Linked DNA regions of Rattus norvegicus: region 2 is linked to region 1. Evidence: chromatin contacts called from public Hi-C data. All regions are on one chromosome and are shown on one strand. Each heading gives the region's core, a stretch centred on a gene start, on an enhancer-like site or on the middle of the called end of the contact. The rest is flanking DNA. Distances are from core to core; before and after follow the strand shown. Region 1 overlaps Gabbr2 (gamma-aminobutyric acid type B receptor subunit 2). Region 2 holds the start of Gabbr2 (gamma-aminobutyric acid type B receptor subunit 2).

Region 1 (2,584 bases), core at 34-2,533:
TGCTCACTCTGCCTCCTTGCTATCCTTCTAGAAGTGACCACCATTATCCTAACAGTCCATCATTCGTTCATAAGTGATCCACTCATTCATTCATTCATTCATTCTAGGGACTTGGAGCTTTAATACACAGTCTCATTTAACCCTTCGAGTCCTAGGATAGCTCCACTTTTACAGAAGAGTGAATGAACTGTAAGGTTCAGAGGTGTTAGTAGCTAAGGCAAAGTCACACAGCTCGGAAGCCATGTTGTGGGGGTTTGGATGCAGACACCTGCCAAAGGCCTCTCTCTAGGGACATGTTAAAAATGAATAAAGTCACTTAAGTATACTCCAGAAGGGGTAAATTTTGTGGCATCTTGATTTTTTTTTTTAAACAATCCAAATGGGCAAATGTTTGGCTGGGATACTTGACCGGCAGACAGAATTCGGTTGGCCTGTTGACCTGTTTGTCCTGGTAAAAGCCAGTTGACAGCTCGGTGTCTCTGAAAGCCTGACAGCTGAGCTTGGACCCTGAAACCCACATGGTAGGAAAGAGTGGGTCCCTGCAATGTCTTCTGATCCCCACATGCGTGCTTTGCACATACGCATGCTCCCTTCTTGTAATAAATCAATGTACTAAATCAAAAAGATATGCTTAGGGTTTTTTGTTTGTTCTGTTTTTGTTTTTGTTTTAAAGGAGAAGACGACTCATGGCAGGCATCCTTGTAATCTGGCGTTTGAAGCCTTACCCTAGCTTAGCATTGCTGGGCAGGCTCTGTCTTGCCCCCAGGGGAGGGAGAAGGTTACCACCTTTTGGTGGCCTTCCTCAGGGTTGGAAGGAAAGGCTAAACCTGGGTAAGGAGATGTGGATGGTGTTGAATTCTGGGGTGGACTGGACTTGTGGGGGTGCTTCACAGAGCTCCTGGCTGGCTCTCCCCCCTCCCCCGCCCCCAGCAGTGCTGCTGAGTCAGGAGCATGGCAGGCTCTGTGGGCCTTGTTGTCCACCAAGCCCCTGGGTCCTCTCTGTGCATCTCTCTCTGTGGAGTGCTCCCTGGTTTCCCGTGCCCTGGCTGAGGTTCCTGCCCAGACTTCACGGGACTGTCAGCGTAGTTTCTCTTGTCACCTGTCCGGCTCCTGTTCTAGCTGCCGGGGGGGGGGGGGGGGGTTAGAGTCCCTGAGCCAGGTGGACTTGTCATCTGTGAGTCCCTATTCCCTTCCCCCAGCACCAGGGCTTTGCCCACACCCAGCATCCTTCCCAGCGGCTCTGTGCCCACAGGGGCCGTGTTGCTATGGTGACTCTACTTCTGACAGTGTCCAGGGAGACGGCACTACCACGGAGCTGGAGCTGCTTGCAGGACTTGCTGAAGCTGGCACTGAAGACTGGGAAGGTTCCAGAAAGGATCGAGGGTGGGGGATGGGGTTGAGTGCGGTTGCTTCCCCAGCAGTAACAACGGCGGTGTGGCGTGTGTACATGCAAGTCCATGTGTGCCCCTGCGTGGACTCTAATGGCCTTTCTAAGCAGATAGCGGAGGGCTATGTGTGGGGAGACAGAACAGAGTGACATCGTAAACCAGTAAGCTGTTCATGATGGAGGCCGTCTTGGGTGCCCACCTCATCTCCTGGCTTGGAGGGTGTGGCTGACCTGGAGACCAGGTTGCAACCAGCATGGTAGAAATGGGGATATTCTAAAGAGATAGCCATGTCCATCATTCTGACTATGAAACTATTGAAACAATTGGCCCCAGGAAATGAGAATTTCCCAGGAACTCATGCTGGGAGAAGGAAAAGTCCTCAGAGAACTAGTCTTCTGGACAGAGTCCTAAGAAAGACTTCCTCTGAGGATGAGGCTGTGGTGGGTCAGTGGCGGGATGGGCTGCACCTCAATTAGGACCGCTCAGATGTGCCACACTCTTGGCCCTCTTGGTTGCTTGAGACAAGGTTTCTCTGTGTAGCCCTGGCTGTCCTGGAATTCACTCTGTAGACCAGACTGGCCTCCAACTCACAGAGATTCATCTGCCTCTGCCTCCCAAGTGCTGGGATTAAGGACATGAGGCACCACGGCTTGGCCTGCATTTAGCCTTTTAAGGAAAGGCTTATTTTGTGTGTGTGTGTGTGTGTGTGTGTGTGTGTGTGTGTGCATGTGCATATACGTGTGCGTGTATGTGTGCGTGTGTGCCACGAGTGTGCAGGTGCCCACGGAGGCCTGCAAAGGCCACTGGGTCTTCTGGAGCTGGAGAACAGGTGGGTGTAAGCCACCAGTGTGGGAATTGCGAATCAAACCTGGGAGCTCTGCAAGAGCAGCCTCTCTCTTAGCAGTTGTCCCATCACCCCAGTCCCTAGATTAATCCTCCCTCAGGACCCTGGTGACGACAGGCTCACAAGCTCACACCTGTTACTGGATCTTAATGTCCCTCTTTCTAATGTGGCCACATTGACTAAACCTCCTTCTCCTGCTTTTTACTATTTGGCTGTTTTAAAACTAGGTTCTTGAGGGCAGATGGCTGAACTTGACTTTTCTGGGTGTAGACTGTGACCCCAGGTTTGGTAACAAAAGTGACATGCTGTGATGTTTTCCTTGTCTCTACCACTTTGTCATTCCACTATCTCA
Region 2 (2,584 bases), core at 35-2,534, 270 kb after region 1:
CAAAGATTTGGGATGGAAAGGTCTGGTTCTCCAGCTTTGCTCAAAAGAGGAGGTCGGAGGGGAAACCTCTGCTACACTCCAAGTCTAGGCTCCCACCACTGGGATGCCTCAAGTGTGCACCTGCTCAACTGTGCCAGCAGCTGCCCAACAAAAGTGGCAGCGCGACCGGACACCACAACACGTCCCGGGCTAGATCTGTCAAGCCACTCTATGAGCAACTAACCCAAGGCGGGGAGAGGGGGAAGGGGAGTCTCCCAAAACTGCTCGAGCTGGACAGATCTAGGCAGCAGCGCTGCAGAGCCCTCCCGGCTCCAAGGCTGACCGTGGCGCGCAAGCCCTGAGCTGCAGAAGCGCACCACAGGACCTGTCCTGCCCGGAGCTTGCCCCGCCTAGGGTCCTGGAGCCCTCTGGCCCTAAAAGGGCGTCTTGTATTTTTTTAGGGTCTGGGAATAGGCCCCATAGCCTGTCCAGCTGTGGCTGGCCCAGTTTGTAGTCAATGTGCTTGTTCCTCACACTTGGCACCCCCATAACCCTAGGAGCGGCACCAGGACAGGGGCAACCATCACAGGCCTCTGGGGGTTCAACCTTTCCCATCTCTACTCCTCCTCTGGTCAAAGAAGACCCCATTCCACACCCACGCACACATACTCCCAGAGGTAGAAAAGGTGCTCACAAATCAGGGTCCCACCTGCACCAGCCAAGCCCAGTGGGACCCTGATGGTCACAGTTCGCGATCAGTCAGCGAGGATCAGACAATTACGGCTCTGTCCCTCCTAGACACCCCCAGCCCCGACGGCATGGGCGACTGGACACTTACCTCGGTGTCATAGAGTCGCAGGTCCAGGAAGTAGGGGCGCAGGAGTGACTCGTTGCGGATCTGCTCGATGGCTAGCTCCACGGCGGGGAGCACGCCGCGCCCGATGCTGCCCTTGGCCACCTCCTTGGTGAGCGGCATGAGGCCCATGATGGAGAGCGGCGGGCTGCTGGGCGGCGGCCGGGGGGCGCCCCGCGTCCAGCCCCAGGCCCCGGGCGCCAACCACAGCAGCAGCGACAGCAGCAGGGGCAGCAGCAGGCGCGCGGGCGGCGGCGGCGGCGGCGGCGGCCGGGGCTGCCCGGAGCTCGGCGGGGAAGCCATGCCGCGCCGCGGGCTGCGGGCGCCAGCTCACTCGGCCCGCATGGCCTGGCCCGGCCCGCCGCCCGGCGCCGAGCTTTGCCCGCGGCTCCCGCGCAATGGCGCCGGCACGGGCCCCGGCTCGGCTCCGGCTTCTGCTCGCTCAGAACGGCCGCGGCGGTGGCGGCGCCCGTGACGGATCAATCACGCCGGGAAGGGGTGGGAGCCAGCGGAGTGCGGGAGGCGGGGAGCCAGCGAGCGAGCGAGCGCCGAGGGGGCCGAGTCTCCGCGCGCCTCTCTCCAGCGCGGCCGCCCCGCACCCGGCCGCCTCCTCCCGCCTCCGTGCGCGATCGCAGCTCTTTCCTGCTCCGAGCCGCGGGCCGGCGGACCCTGGAGCCCGGCCAGGGGAGGGAGAGCGGCGGGAGGCTCGGGAGGCGAAAGCAAGGCTGCTGAGCGGCGGTTCGGGCCGCCTCCGGGGACAGGGACGGGCCGTGCGCGCCGGGGGAGGGGGAGGCGCCGGCGCTGCGGCGGCCGCGGGGAGGGCCGTGCTCCCGGCACACGCACACTCGCGCCCGGGGCGCCGCGCGGCGCCGGCTGCTGTGGCCGGCTGACCCCGGCGGGAACCTAAGCTCCAGAGCACCACGGTCTAGGGAATCGGGCCCCGGAGCTGCTACGCGCGGGGGACGCGGGCGCCTCGCCCTGCGCTTCCTGTAGCACCTGCAAGGTGGTTGGGTACTGCTTCTCTTAGGTCTGGGCGGGTGAGTCGAGGGAACGGACGTTCCACAAAGGTGTCCTGGGGCACCGGGAGCCTGCGCTCTCCTGTGCCAGCTACCGCAGCCCCTGGAACCCTTGATCTAGCCTGGAGTCCTTTGCCAACCCAGGCCAGGACTGGGATCCCAGACCTAAGAGTACTACCGCCCCCTTCAGTCATTTGACCTCTCAGTGTCCCCAGTCCCAGAGGGCCCCGCCTTAAAATTCTCCCCTGGGTGGGAACTCTATCTTCAGTCCCAAGAAGCACATCACAACCCTGGACTTGGCTGGTTGTCTCCCAGGTGACATAAGCACAGTGGATAACCCCAGTCAAAGTAGTCCTGGCAAGATGAACCTGAGTGACCCCTCTGTGCCTCCCCATGAACCCTGGCATGAGCACTAATGTACAAAATTCCAACGCCTGATTAATGCAAGGGTACATTACATTATAAAACAGCCCATCCAAGCATTGTGGACCATAAGCACGACCTTGTAACAAGGGTGGGAGTTTAACCTTCACTGACTGCTTGCTACCTGACATATCTGATGTATCCCCAAAACAGACGTATGAACTTAGTACATTGGGTCTATCATTCCTGCTTTACAGGAGAATGCTGGACAGTAGGTCGATAATATACAGCTAACACAGGGGAATCAGAATGCACAGCCACAAAGGACTTTTCTGCACCCCTGGTGTTGGAAAGCCCCTCAGAAAGAAGGGCA

The links. Hi-C and Micro-C count contacts between places; a contact is called where the count stands out from the background.
Region 2: a Hi-C map of prefrontal cortex shows a contact between it and region 1, with 2.0 times the contacts expected there. The contact joins the promoter of Gabbr2 here to the enhancer-like site in region 1. A contact is called at or near these places in 1 of 12 Hi-C or Micro-C datasets (prefrontal cortex) and 1 of 1 datasets of contacts at active chromatin or transcription factors (oligodendrocytes).

The regions. Positions count from the first base shown.
Region 1 is chr5:65,811,903-65,814,486 of GRCr8, forward strand. The region is part of intron 11 of Gabbr2 (gamma-aminobutyric acid type B receptor subunit 2); the gene reads right to left. Among named protein-coding and RNA genes, the nearest start is that of Tbc1d2, 86 kb to the left of the region's middle. Within about 2 kb of position 1,284, at least 26 of the 93 cell types and tissues checked have an H3K27ac peak or open chromatin away from gene starts, as enhancers often do. A contact at or near this core is called in prefrontal cortex, where this site is marked.
Region 2 is chr5:66,082,411-66,084,994 of GRCr8, forward strand. It overlaps Gabbr2 (gamma-aminobutyric acid type B receptor subunit 2), which reads right to left and starts at 1,285. Exons shown (of 19, transcript NM_031802.2): 1 at 818-1,285. The coding sequence starts at 1,135.